Linked DNA regions of Lactuca sativa: region 2 is linked to region 1. Evidence: chromatin contacts called from public Hi-C data. All regions are on one chromosome and are shown on one strand. The core of a region is the stretch at or near the end of the contact, and the rest is flanking DNA. Distances in the headings are between cores, read along the strand shown.

What was found. A called contact is a pair of places that touch in the nucleus more often than the background predicts.
Region 2: a Hi-C map of leaf shows a contact between it and region 1, with 9 times the contacts expected there. The contact joins the promoter of LOC111917529 here to the promoter of LOC111893171 in region 1. A contact is called at or near these places in 3 of 4 Hi-C or Micro-C datasets (leaf and seed).

The regions. Positions count from the first base shown.
Region 1 is chr2:138,854,424-138,860,687 of Lsat_Salinas_v11, forward strand. It overlaps LOC111893171 (40S ribosomal protein S5), which reads right to left and starts at 3,046. Exons shown (of 5, transcript XM_023889239.2): 1 at 2,896-3,046; 2 at 2,684-2,785; 3 at 2,225-2,496; 4 at 1,928-2,131; 5 at 1,595-1,812. The coding sequence starts at 2,773. The coding sequence ends at 1,758. It overlaps LOC111893158 (a long non-coding RNA gene), which reads left to right and starts at 3,787. Exons shown (of 5, transcript XR_002850825.3): 1 at 3,787-4,149; 2 at 4,667-4,746; 3 at 4,880-4,937; 4 at 5,015-5,071; 5 at 5,243-5,550.
Region 2 is chr2:139,262,810-139,269,857 of Lsat_Salinas_v11, forward strand. LOC111917529 (DNA damage-binding protein 1b) reads right to left here and starts at 2,983. Exons shown (of 15, transcript XM_023913208.3): 1 at 2,559-2,983; 2 at 2,178-2,312; 3 at 1,999-2,078; 4 at 1,792-1,878; 5 at 1,615-1,702; 6 at 1,344-1,504; 7 at 1-1,261. The coding sequence starts at 2,732.

The DNA.
Region 1 (6,264 bases), core at 1,796-4,295:
AGTTTTAGAGAACATACTAATGCTTTGAAAAACTCATGTGTATACATTTGTCCATTATAGTCGGTATGACGCAGTGTTTTACGGTAAAATAAATGTGTGACTGAGATTTATTCCCTCTCTCTCAAAATAAGGAATTAAATTTTTTTTCAGTTTTAAAATTACAATTTTTATGTAAATAGAAACCCTAAAATTTTAAATTATCAATGTAAGTTTACAAATTTAAATACATAGAAACACTCCATTGCATAAAAGTTGTAAACCATATGTTTGTCCTTTTTTCTGGTAAAATTCACAAAGTAGTAATTCATGTTATAACTAATTATACAACAAGGTTTACAACTTTTAAGTATTAGATTTTATTTCATTTAAAGCAATAAAATTCACAAAGTAAAAATACGTAAATCAAGTAATTCATGTTATAACTAATTATACAACAAGGTTTACAACTTTTAAGTATTAGATTATATTTTCTTCAAAGCACAAATTTGGTCAAATTCGATTGATCTTTAACCACGTTAACCAAAGTAAAAACAAGGAAACAGAAGAAAAGAGTCATATTCAAGGTTAAAATGTATCAAGCAAGATAAAAAACAAATAAAACAAAACAAAAAAAAAATTATATTCAAGACTAAAATAGATAAACTAAAAAGAAGGGTATAATGTCAACCATGACTAATAAGTTTGAGATACTTGGATCATATTTTGGTATTGTAATTTTGCAATATAAAAATACGAAGTTACATTATATTTATTTGTTAATATCTATCAGGATAAGGTTCTGGTTTGAGGATGAGAAGTATCATCATCCTCGGTTTTATTCTTGGGGGACTTCCTATCCTAATCCCCAGTCAACTTGATGACTCATGTGTTAACTCATTTTTGGATATCAGTTTTATTTCCATAATCGTGAATTTGTAAAATGACAACAAGTTTCATTTAGCAAATTACTTTTATTGATAAAAAAAGAGTAAATTGTTAAAAACGTTCATATGCATTGTCCAAAGTAACACGACTAGTTTGTCTTTTTTGATATATTGTTTTTATAAATTTATTTATTTATTTTGATGTTTATTTGTGATTAATCCTTGAACAAGTGTTTGATGTATCATAAATTGAAAACCTGACCTGTTGTTGCAGCACTATTCATTAAGATGGTAATTACCTATCATCATCACCATCACTCATATGCCATGTCGATTTTGTTAGTGATTTTATCACCAAATATATTTTAGTGTAATGGAATTAACAAATGTTTCAAGAATAATATTTTAGTTATAATACAAATTACAAGGTGTAGAAGTGCACACTTGTATTTATTAAATATTATTAGTACTAAACTCTAATCTACTGTGTCAAGTCGAGGGTCCCACTTGTATTTACTAAATGATCATTTACTTTTCATTTACAATATACAAAAACAAGTGTGTTAATCGTTTCAATAATCGCCATCAACAATCCAGACAACTTTCACAAACTATTCAATTCATAGTTTCATACCCTTCAAGGCTCGGCTCATTTCAAGCTTGTAAGCTTAGATGGTCACTTGTGAAAAAAAAAGGAACGAGAATTAAAAAAAATATATATACAGAAAAACTAAAAAAATCAAACAAGCATATTGAATCAAAACACCATATGTGGTTCAAAATTTCCAATCAAACAAAACAGAATCTATTTAAAACATAAACATTTCAAAATAAACTGTTTTCATGACATCAAAAACATAACTCTACCAAAAAAAACAAGCACACAATGCTTCTTCAACGATTGGCCTTTGCAACCCTCTCAATCTCATCCTTCTTCTTAATAGCATAGCTGCAATTTTTTATAAAACATTATAGAAACCAAATTTATTACACATCTTAAACAAATAAATCAAAATCTCATTTTGCAACTGCATTTATAACCAAAAAAACAAAGATCAAATTACCTGTTTGATGAGCCCTTTGCAGCATTGATAAGCTCATCAGCAAGACACTCTGCAATAGTCTTGACATTTCTGAAAGCACTTTCTCTAGCACCAGTAGTAAGCAGATAGATAGCCTGATTCACACGTCTCAGGGGAGAAATATCCACCGCCTGCCGCCTCACAACACCAGCTGAACCAATCCTGGTTGCATCTTCTCTTGGCCCACTGTTTATATTTACAAAAACACCAAAAAATGTTCAAGAACTTTAATGGAATTCGAATTGGAATTGGAAACAGAAAGATGTAATCTTTATATACCTGTTGATAACAGCATCAACAATGATTTGGATGGGATTAGCATCGGTTAAGAGATGAATGATCTCCATGGCATGTTTGACAATGCGAACAGCCATTAATTTCTTTCCGTTGTTTCTTCCGTGCATCATGAGGGAGTTGGTTAATCGTTCAACAATGGGGCACTGGGCCTTCCTGAATCTTCGAGCTTGATACCTTCCTGCTGTGTGTGGCATGTAAATTGGGTGTTTGGAAGCAGTCGCAGTGATGTAATCTTCCACAGAGAGATCAGGAACCTGTTGAGAAATTACATATCTTTTGTTCAAAGTCTTAAACACAGTCATGTTCTAACAAACTGTGATTTAGTATTGTATGGAATTAGTGATTCATGGTGATGATTGTCGTCTACAGGAATAGGAATTAAGAATCTATGGGTGTTGAATGCAAATAAAAGATTTTACACTGAGGTATAGAGATATTAACCTGAACATCGTCGTAGGTCCATCGGTTGAAGAGCAAAACTTCGCTGCGACTCTTTCCATCTTCAACAACAATAGGAGCAACTTCCGCCATTCTTGCAATTCCCTATTTAACAGATTGAAAACAAACACTAAACAACAATAAGACTAAAGACTAAAGTGACTAAATCGAACATGAATGATGAAGATGGTTTAAGTATCGGAGAGGTCACTAACCTCCGATTTCTTGGTGGCAAATGCGTGCAAAAACTGGTGCTGCAAATCGCCAAGCTCCGCCTTCAAAGAAGAAGAAGATGAAAAAACCCTAATTGGGTTTTTATTGTGTAGAGTAGAGGGATAGCCGGATAGGGCTTCTTCTCTTTCTTTGGGTTTATATCATGGGCCAAATTAAAAAGCCCAAACTAGCTTATCATATTTTAACTTAACTTTATTATAGTTTATTATAGAGATAAACAAAATTATAAACCCTGAAATTTTATAAAATAAACATGTAGAAACTTAATAACAACACAATAATAATTTGGACAAAAAATTGATAGAATATGAGAAAATTTTCTAGCTCATGTACCTCTCATTTTTTGCAACTTGATATTTTAACATATTCCCTAAGCCATAACATACCTTATACAAACTTTTTAATATTATACAACTTATTTTTGGCAATGTGGATACTTTTGTTATACTTCATAGGTATTATATTTCAGTTAGAACAATAAAAAGGTTGATACAAGATTAATTGGAAACAAAAGAACATTTAATCTTATTTTGAGACAACTGTTGGGTTGGTGGAGCTATGAACTAGGGATGAGCAATGGAAGCGGGTATCTGCTTTTGGAACCGGAACTGCCTCGGAACTGGAACCACCTTAGACGGTTCCGGAACCAGAACCGCCTTACGCGGTTCCGGTTCCAATTCTTATTTTTACGAAACCGATACCCGTTGGATACCCGCCGGTTCCGGTTCCAATACCGGGTACCCGGAACCAGCGGTTAACCGGAACCGGTACCGCCGGGTACCCGCCTTTTTCATAAAGAATATATAAATTAAATTTTTATATTTTGTTAATTTTTTTATAAAAAAACAGGGCAAAAGAACTTATATCTGATTTCCTTACCTTAGTCGTTTTAGGGTTTTTGATGAAAGAAAAAAGAACACGCTGACACCATAGCCTCTCTTCTTCTCGTCACTCTCCCCTCTCAAACCAATCATCGTTTTTTCAATCGATGCTTCGATCACTCCCGTTACCGATTAACCAGAAATACGACAGTAGTCTTCAATCGTTATGTTCAATCGACGCTTCAATCAGTAGGCTCAATTGAAGGCTCAATCAGTGTTACGGAGACTTCGGAAAACTCTTCAAACCCTATCATTCTCCAGCTCTGCATCCTTCAGTTTCCAATCTAAATCCCTCCACTCCCCCTCTCCCTCCGTCCCTCCACCTCCCGTCGGAATGGCTTCATCGTCAAAGCTGTAAGTAGCTCACAATCTCTCACTTTGTTTAGCCGTGTGGTGAGGATCGAACATTAGACATTTGTTCATTCACATAATTGAAACTATGTTCTACAACACCATTATACCAATATCTAAATTTTCTTATCATGTGCTCGTTGATTATGGAAGTAGATGTATTCGATATGGATTTGAAATTCTAGAATGTATTTTAGTGTTTATAGGGCCTTCCACTAGTTGGATATGTTGCACCAGATTTTGAAGTCGAAACTGTTTTTGATCAAGAATTCATCAAAGTAACTAAATCAACTCATATCATTGATTATATATAAAATCCCAGATTTCATAACTTTGTAAGAAATTTATGAATTATAGGTTAAGCTCTTTGACTACAATGGCAAGAAATATGTCATTTTCTTTTTCTACCCTCTTCATTTCACTTTCGTTTGTCCAACATGTGAGTTTCACTTTCACTTTCACATTACTTTTAAACATAATTTGATCCAATTTTTTTCTTAATTATGTGTTTATCATGTAGAAATCACTGCATTCAGTGATAGACAGGCAGAATTTTACAAGAAAAACACAGAGATATTGAGTGTTTTAGTAGACAGTGTGGTAAATTCTAATTCTTCCTTTACCCTGCTTATATCTTAATACAAAATTTTACATTATGATTTATGAATTTATGATTCTATTTTCTTTTTTCTTAATACAAATATGACCTGGCCGATTTTTATTGTTGCTGCAGTTGATGTGCTATTTTTGGGATGAGCTCAAGCACATACGACATGCTATTTGCATTCCTGGTATGCATATAGATATTATTGCCTAATAAAAATCATTTAATAATCATGTATATAAGTCGTGATGTTGGTTTTTTTAGGTTACCCAACAAAAGCGAAAGAGGACACTGCATGAAATAAGTTATGACCTCTGTCCTGTAAGTTTGTGCAAACTTTGAGATTATATTTTATCATATTTAAACTTTCACCTCACCTGCATGTGCAAACTTTCTCCTAAAGTCAGTCTCAGTATCATTTATTCTTTTTTACTTCTTTTACTAATACCTATAATTCCTCCATTCTTCCAAAACATTGCCCCTAAATTTCAGGTTTTTGCTACTAAAATGGTCTAAGTTAAAGACTGATGGAATATGCATGCAGTATACTGTTCTCGACAGATGAGCTGACAAGTTCAATGGATCCAATTCAAGGCTATGTTGTTTTTGCTGTGTTGCGTTTTCCTATTGTTGTTTTATGTTTATTGTTTGTAATTTTTCATTTTTATCATCTCTACTTGTTAAATTTCACTTGATTGGAAATGTTTTCTATGATGTTTTTTAATTGTGGGAAGTGTTTTTAAATTTTAATAGGTGGCCTATGTAAGTTTTTATAATTGTTTTATTATCATATTCTTATACTTCTGATGTTTGTAAAGGTTAATATCCATGCCATATGCTCTATAATTTATAAATAAAAACTTTTATATTTAAGAAGCCGGGTACCCGGAACCGGAACCGGTTCCGGCGGTTCTGGAAGCGGTTTCAGTTTTCTAGGAACCGGTGTAGGCGGTTCCGGTTCCGGTTCCAATAACTTAAGAACCGCGGTTCCGGGAGTGGTTCCGGTTCCAGCAAAAATAGGCGGGTACCTGCTTATGCTCATCCCTACTATGAACAACATGTCACGTTTTTTATAGTTCAAAGCTATAGTTAGGGGTGTTCATAACCGAATATCCGAAAATTCCGATATCCGAATTTCGGATATCCGAAATTTCGAAAAGTTGATTTTTGGTATCCGATTCCGTATCCGAAATTTCGGATACGGAATCGGATATCCGAAAAAATTTGAAATTTTGCTAAAATTTGAAAAACATGTGAAGTTTTTAAGTTAAAAATACATATTTTTAAATTAGAAAGGCATATGAAGTAATATAGGTATTTAATTAAGGATATTATCAACATGTTTTAGTTACTAAAATTCATATCATAAGACATATGTGACTAAAATAACAAATAATGTATAAAATAAAATCAAAATTTTTGGATATCGGATATACGAATTATCCGAAAAATCTGAAAAGTACTATCCAATTCTGATTCCGAAAAATTGGATATCCGAAATTTCGGATAATTCG
Region 2 (7,048 bases), core at 1,733-4,232, 410 kb after region 1:
GATTTGATACACTTCATATTGATGAAGTGTCACATGTCTGACTCCAAGAACGAATAGATAACATGGATTTGAAGTTGCTACAATTACAAATTTACCCCCGATGGCTCCAAGACTAATGTTCATGTTATCAGGGGACCAAGATGTAAAATTTGGAGATGTGGAAGGGATGCCATCAGGGTGAGCAGAGGTTGTAGGTAAAGATAGGTGGACTGCATTACGGTGGATTTGAACCAACACTCCATCATCAATAACACCACATGCTAATGTACAAACATCTGGTTGGAATCCAACTGAATCGGTTACATCTGTGAAACTAACACCAACTGAAAGTACACGTGTCTCTTCTACGAAAGATAACACAAGGAAAGAATGGAAAGAATCGGTTGATTTCATTTTAATTGTCCAAGTACCTGTGATTCCTTGATAAACAGGGGCAGTTTTTAAAAGTTTTTCTAGACTGATTCCATTCCGGATTACCCTTAAAGATCCTTCGGGTGTGATTCCACAACAAGCAAACATTTGTTCATGTTTTTCATCATGGTAATCCACTAGTGACATATCCAAGATTGGTGAAATGTTTTGAACAAGGCTTTTGTAGTGGAGCTTTCCTTCTTCGAATTTCAAAACCATTCCATCTCCCATTTCAGCAAGTGCTGTTAAAAAGTCACCTTCAACCCATAAAAGCTCTTTGAAAGGTGAACCTTTGTAGAGACAGTCAGAGAGGTTGACTTTGACTTTTTGACCATTTGAGTCTGAAGTGAGTTCAATTACAAAAAGCTCGCCTGTATCCACACAAAAGATCATTCTTGGGTTTTCTACATTTGGTTCCCAGGTCCATGAGATAACTCTATTGGATGTTGACTTTGATGAATAGCCAGAATCATCATCTATATTCATGGGGTCATCTTCTTTAATTATGTCTTTTAGCTCTAAAAGAGCAGATGCAGCAACATTGCAGATGTTACCTTCTTCATCAACATCATTTGTTCTATATGACTCGTCTACAAAATTATGCTCATCTATCACCAAGGGTAAAAAGTTTAGGCTTGTTCTGTATACACATAAAGGGTTGTGTGCATCTCTAAAATCCATCAAAAGAACATCACTAACTCTAAAAAGAAATGCAAATCCATAAGAATGGGGAACTTCAACTATATCATGTGCCAGTGGTCCAAGCTCAGCATATTGAGAAAGTACATGGACAAATTTGTCCCTAGTATTCCACTCTAATAACAAAACCTCATTCAGTAGTGACCCCTTTCTGCAAAAGTAAAAGCAAACTTACCTAAATGGATAAATCCTCAGTATGATTTAACCAATAAGGAATTAATTAATTATCATACCTGTTTAAAAGAATGGCTAACACAGGGTTGTGCTCTTTACTCGGTTGACTTTGACTCAAATCTTTTGAGATGAAGCACATGCTCCATATAGTACCATGTATACCAGGAACTCCAATGCTTGTACTTGTATTCATTTCAGTGTCAGAAGGAAAAAATATTTTCTGCAAGTAAAAGAAAAAAAGGGCATCTTAAATCTTGAATCTTGAATCTTGATGAATCAGTATGTTTACAATCTTAAGAACCCAATATAATGATAGAAGAAGTTGTTAACCTTATCGATGATGTCAGCATCACTTGAACTAGAAACTGAGAACAAAGCCAAACGGTCCTCATATGCGCTTGTAGCAATGAAACAGCCACTGAAAAATGAGAATTAAAACAGTTACATATGCTGGAAACTCCATATATTAGTCAAGTGTAAACTAATTCAACCATAATAAAAACTTACTTGGAATCAACAGTCAACATTCTTCCAACATGATGCCTTAGGTTTCCAGGTGAGCTGGATAGTTGAATTTGTGTCAAAGGATAGAACCTAAGCAAGTGGAGTGTACAGCAAGACAGTATTACAAAACAAAGTATAGAGCAATTAAATGAGAAATAAGACCTGTCTTTTTGTGATCATTGTATGTATGCAAAGAACAAGAAAAGAAACCTGTGCATTTCATTTGAGAATGTGAGAACTGAGAGTTTTCCAGAATCTGAAGTAACAAGCAATAGGTCTTTTCCTTGTACCTACAACAGCATACAAGCAAACAAGATTTTAACAAGCAAATGCAATAGGTTTTTCCAGAACACTAATAAGATTTTAGAAATCAAATGATGTGAATGTACCTGTGGACTTGCTCTATGAAAACTCTTATTCCAGGGAAGAACAGCAACATCTTTAATTGTTCCAAATACAGGCTGCTCACATATGGACTGGAGGACTCCATAATCATCGATTACTACCAACTCTAAGGATGTTTCCTACACCAATAAGATGGGTGAAAACGTTACAGATTAAAAATACCATATTATACATCATTTACAGGCAATCTTAAAGCGCTTTTCTACTGCATATACAGTGTGATGTCGAAGTTCGAATCACTTCCAATAAGGCTTTGGGACAATTTTTACTGTTTTATATTCTAGAAATTGGGCATAATATCTGCATAGAAACCGTTATATAACATGAAATTGAGTTGAATTTTGCAAAGGAAAGCAAAATAAAACCTTGCCGAAAACGATGTCTTTAGAGGAAGGGGATCGGATGTGACCGTAGACGACTTGAAGGACAACGCTTCCTTTAAGAACACATTTAGCGAGGTAGTGAGGGCCACCGCGGGGCAACGGTGATCTTGAGTTGTTCCGACTCGCCGACGATGATTCCTCCTCTGAAACCGCCATAACCACACGTCGACGGAGAGGAATTAGTTAGGGTTGCTTATTAAAATTATGAATTCACGAGAGAATTGAAAAGCCAGATGAGTTATATATGCAATAATAATGCATCTGCAGTATCTGTCTGTAATTGTTTGTGATGGGTTCGTTGCTGATAGATTGGGACACGAGCAGTGGTTTTGGAGAAACGAAACGAGGAACAAGGCAACAAGCGTAGTGTCATGTAGCCCCCATACGCCATATGCCACATGCCATATGGAAATCGACTGCTAATTTGAGTTATTAATATTGGTTTATTTGATAAGGACGACACATGAATATGATTAGAATGGAAAGTGATAAAATGTTTTTTTATTTTTTATTTTTATTTTAGGTTGATGATTCTTAAACGTGACATAGTTAATATTCATCTGGTATTAAACGATGTATTCTTTTCGCTTTACATAAAATGAAAATTCATTTTAGGTTTTCAATGTATAACACTATTAAGTAATGTATAACACTATTAAGTAAAGACGATACATTAAAACATGTTATAGCATCATTTTTAATGTATCTTATATGTTACATCATTGTTATTATAAAATAAATGTTATAATCAAAATGTTATATATAACTATTTATTATTTTCTATTAATCACTCAATATATTGAGTGATCAATATATTTCTATTTTTTTGTCACTTATCACCTTCATACCTTTATACTTTAGTTATATTTCATTTTAAACACTTAAATATATTTAGTTTTAAATATTTTTTTATTTTTATTCTAAATAATTATTTTTGTTAAGTATTTAATGACATTTCATTTATACAATATAAAATTATAATGATCATATAACTTTTTTATAAATATTTCGTAATAGTTTTCGTATTAATTTTTTTGAACGAAATTTTGTAATATATTTCTTTTGAAACAACGTTTTTTAATATTTTTAATAAATTAAAATATGATGTGTGTTTAAACAACAAATAAATAAATAAGAAGGTTTTATAGAACATTTTAGATAGATATGGGTAAATTAGTTAACTTTTATGTTATATTATAAAATAAAATAAAATAAAAAAAAGGCTAACCATTGGAGAGATTATTTAATTAGAGGTTAAAGTTTTTGGAATAATGATGTGGCAATAGTTTTAATTCTTAGTATAACTTAATCGTTGGGAGATGCTCTAACACCCACTAATTTCCATGTCATCGTTTCTTTTTTTTAGTATTTATAAAAACAAATGTAATTTAATAAAACATGTTATTTAAATAAAACCTAACTTTTTAATTAAGCAAACATTGAAAAACTAAAAAAACATTAAAAGAAAAAAAAATACAATAGTCCTAATATAAAACATAATTTAAAACAATAATGATAGCCCAAATAAGTCTTTTGAATCTTCTCTTTCATTGCTCGAAGCACTTCCAAATCTTGGGGCAACAAATTTTCCTCATTAGACCAAATAATTGTCAATTGGTTCATCATTTGTGCTTGCTCGCGAAGCTCTCTCTCCTCCCATGCTTGCTTCTAAAGAAAATTCAAATGCTCACGTTGCACTTCAACTCTTTCTTTTGCTATTAAATTGTGTGTGTCAAAGTTCTCCTTCATATCTACCAATTCTTGTGCCCTTTTTCCAACTTTCTTCCACTTTATATATATATATATATATATATATATATATATATATATATATATATATATATATATATATATATATATATATCATCATTATCATTATATACTTATAAATGAAACATTTTTCCTTTCACCACATTCATTTGAAACCCCCATGACTTTTCAATTTCTTTTAATAATGATTATAAGTTGGTTAATAAGGTTAAATAAATATAAAAACCTAATATGTAATCATATATAAACTAAATTTTAATATTAAAAGAATATATTTTCTTCTACTTATAAAATTATGTTTTTAACTTTTAACATATTATACTTAATTTATTAGGTCTAATAGGTTATTGTATGTAAACCATTATCATTTTAAAGCTACAACTTTTGAACAATTTGTATAAAATACTTAAATTGTAAATTTAAATATAACCTTACATGATCAACTTAAATATAAATTTTAGTTCAACATAAACAATCTAAATAATATTTTGTAAATAGTTAAAAGTGAAAAATTATAGTGTCTTTCTAATAATGATTATAAGTTGGTTAATAAGGTTAAATAAGTATCAAACCTAAAGTGTAATCATAAATAAACTAAATTTCAATATTAAAATAATATTTTTACTGCTACTTATAAATTTATGTCTTTAACTTTTAATATATTATACTTATTTTATTATATTTAATATATTGTTGTATGTAAACCATTATCAGTTTAAAGCTATAACTTTTGAACAGTTTGGACAAAATACTTAAATTGTTAATTTAAAAAAACATTATTGGGTCAACTTCAATATAAATTTCAGTTCCATTTAAAAGACCCAAAGAATATTTTGTGAATGGTTAAAAGTGATAAATTGTAGTGCTAAATGCAAAAACTAAATTGTAATATCAATTTAACTAAATATTTCCTAGAGATATTTTTAGAATCGTTAAAAGTTTTCAAATAAGTAACTTAAAATAACTTACAATAACAATAGTTAAAAATAACTCTATATAAATGATTATATTGTTATCTTTAAATTTTAAAAAAATTGTTTGATGTTTTAAATAATTAGAATAATAGAAATTAAAACGTTAAATAAATAAATTTTAAAAAATTAATTAACAATAACAACAACTATAAATAACATTAAACCATATATTATATTTAATTTTATTCATGAGTAACCCGCGGGGAGAGGTCATTCAAAAATTGAGATTATGCATTTTTAATAGATGTATATATTATCATATAATTCAAAATAATCAATATATTATATCAATTTAGTATACAAATTATTATATCAAATTTAACAACAACATTATTGTTATATTTAAAAAAAAAACATATAATTGTAAAGATTTCAGCTATATAGTCCACATTCATTTGAAGCTCTCATTCATTTGTCCTTTCACCACATTCATTTGAAACTACCATGACTTTTCAATTTCTTTTCAATAATGATTATAGGTTGGTTAATAAGGTTAAATAAATTTCAAACCTAAAGTGTAATCATATATAAACTAAATTTCAATATTAAAAGAATATATGTTCTTTTACTTATAATGTTATGTTGTTAACTTTTAACATATTATACTTAATTTATTAGGTCTAATATGTTATTGTATGTAACCCATTATCATTTTAAAGCTACAACTTTTAAAAAATTTGTATAAAATACTTAAATTGTTAATTTGAATATAACCTTACGTGATCAACTTAAATATAAATTTTAGTTCAACTTATACAACCCAAAGAATATTTTGTAAATAGTTAAAAGTGATAAACTGTAGTGTCTTTCTAATAATGATTATAAGTTGGTTGTAATGTTAAATAAATATCAAACCTAAAGTGTAATCATATATAAGCTAAATTTCAATATTAAAAGAATATATTTTCTTCTACTTATAAAGTTACGTTTTTAACTTTTAACATATTATACTTAATTAATTAGCTCTAATATCATTTTAAAGCTATAACTTTTGAACAAATTGTATAAAATACTTACAATGTTAATCTAAATATAACTTTACATGATCAACTTAAATATAAATTTTAGTTCAAAGTAAACAACCCAAAGAATATTTTGCAAATAGTTAAAAGTGATAAATTGTTGTGTCTTTCTAATAATAATTATAAGTTGGTTAATAAGGTTAAATAAGTATCAAACATAAAGTGTAACCATAAATAAACTAAATTTCAATATTAAAATAATATTTTTTACTTCTACGTATAAAGTTCTGTCTTTAACTTTAACATATTATACTTAATTTATTAGATTTAATATATTGTTGTATGTAAACCGTTATCAGTTTAAAGCTACAACTTTTGAAAATTTAGACAAAATACTTAAATTGTTAATTTAAATATAAAATTACATGGTCAGCTTCAATATATATTTCAGTTCCACTTAAAAAACCCAAAAAATATTTTGTGAATAGTTAAAAGTGATAAATTGTAATACTAAGTGCAAAAACTAAATTGTAATATCAATTTAACTAAAATATTTCATAAAGATATTTTTATAATCGTTAAAAGTTTTCAAATAAGTAGCTTAAAATAACTTTCAATAACAATAGTTAAAGATAATTCTATATAAATGATTATATTGTTGCCCTCAAAATCAAAAAAAAATGTTTGATGTTTTAAATAATTACAATGATAGAAATTAAAATGTTAAGCAAATAAATTTAAAAAATTAATTAACAATAACAAATAT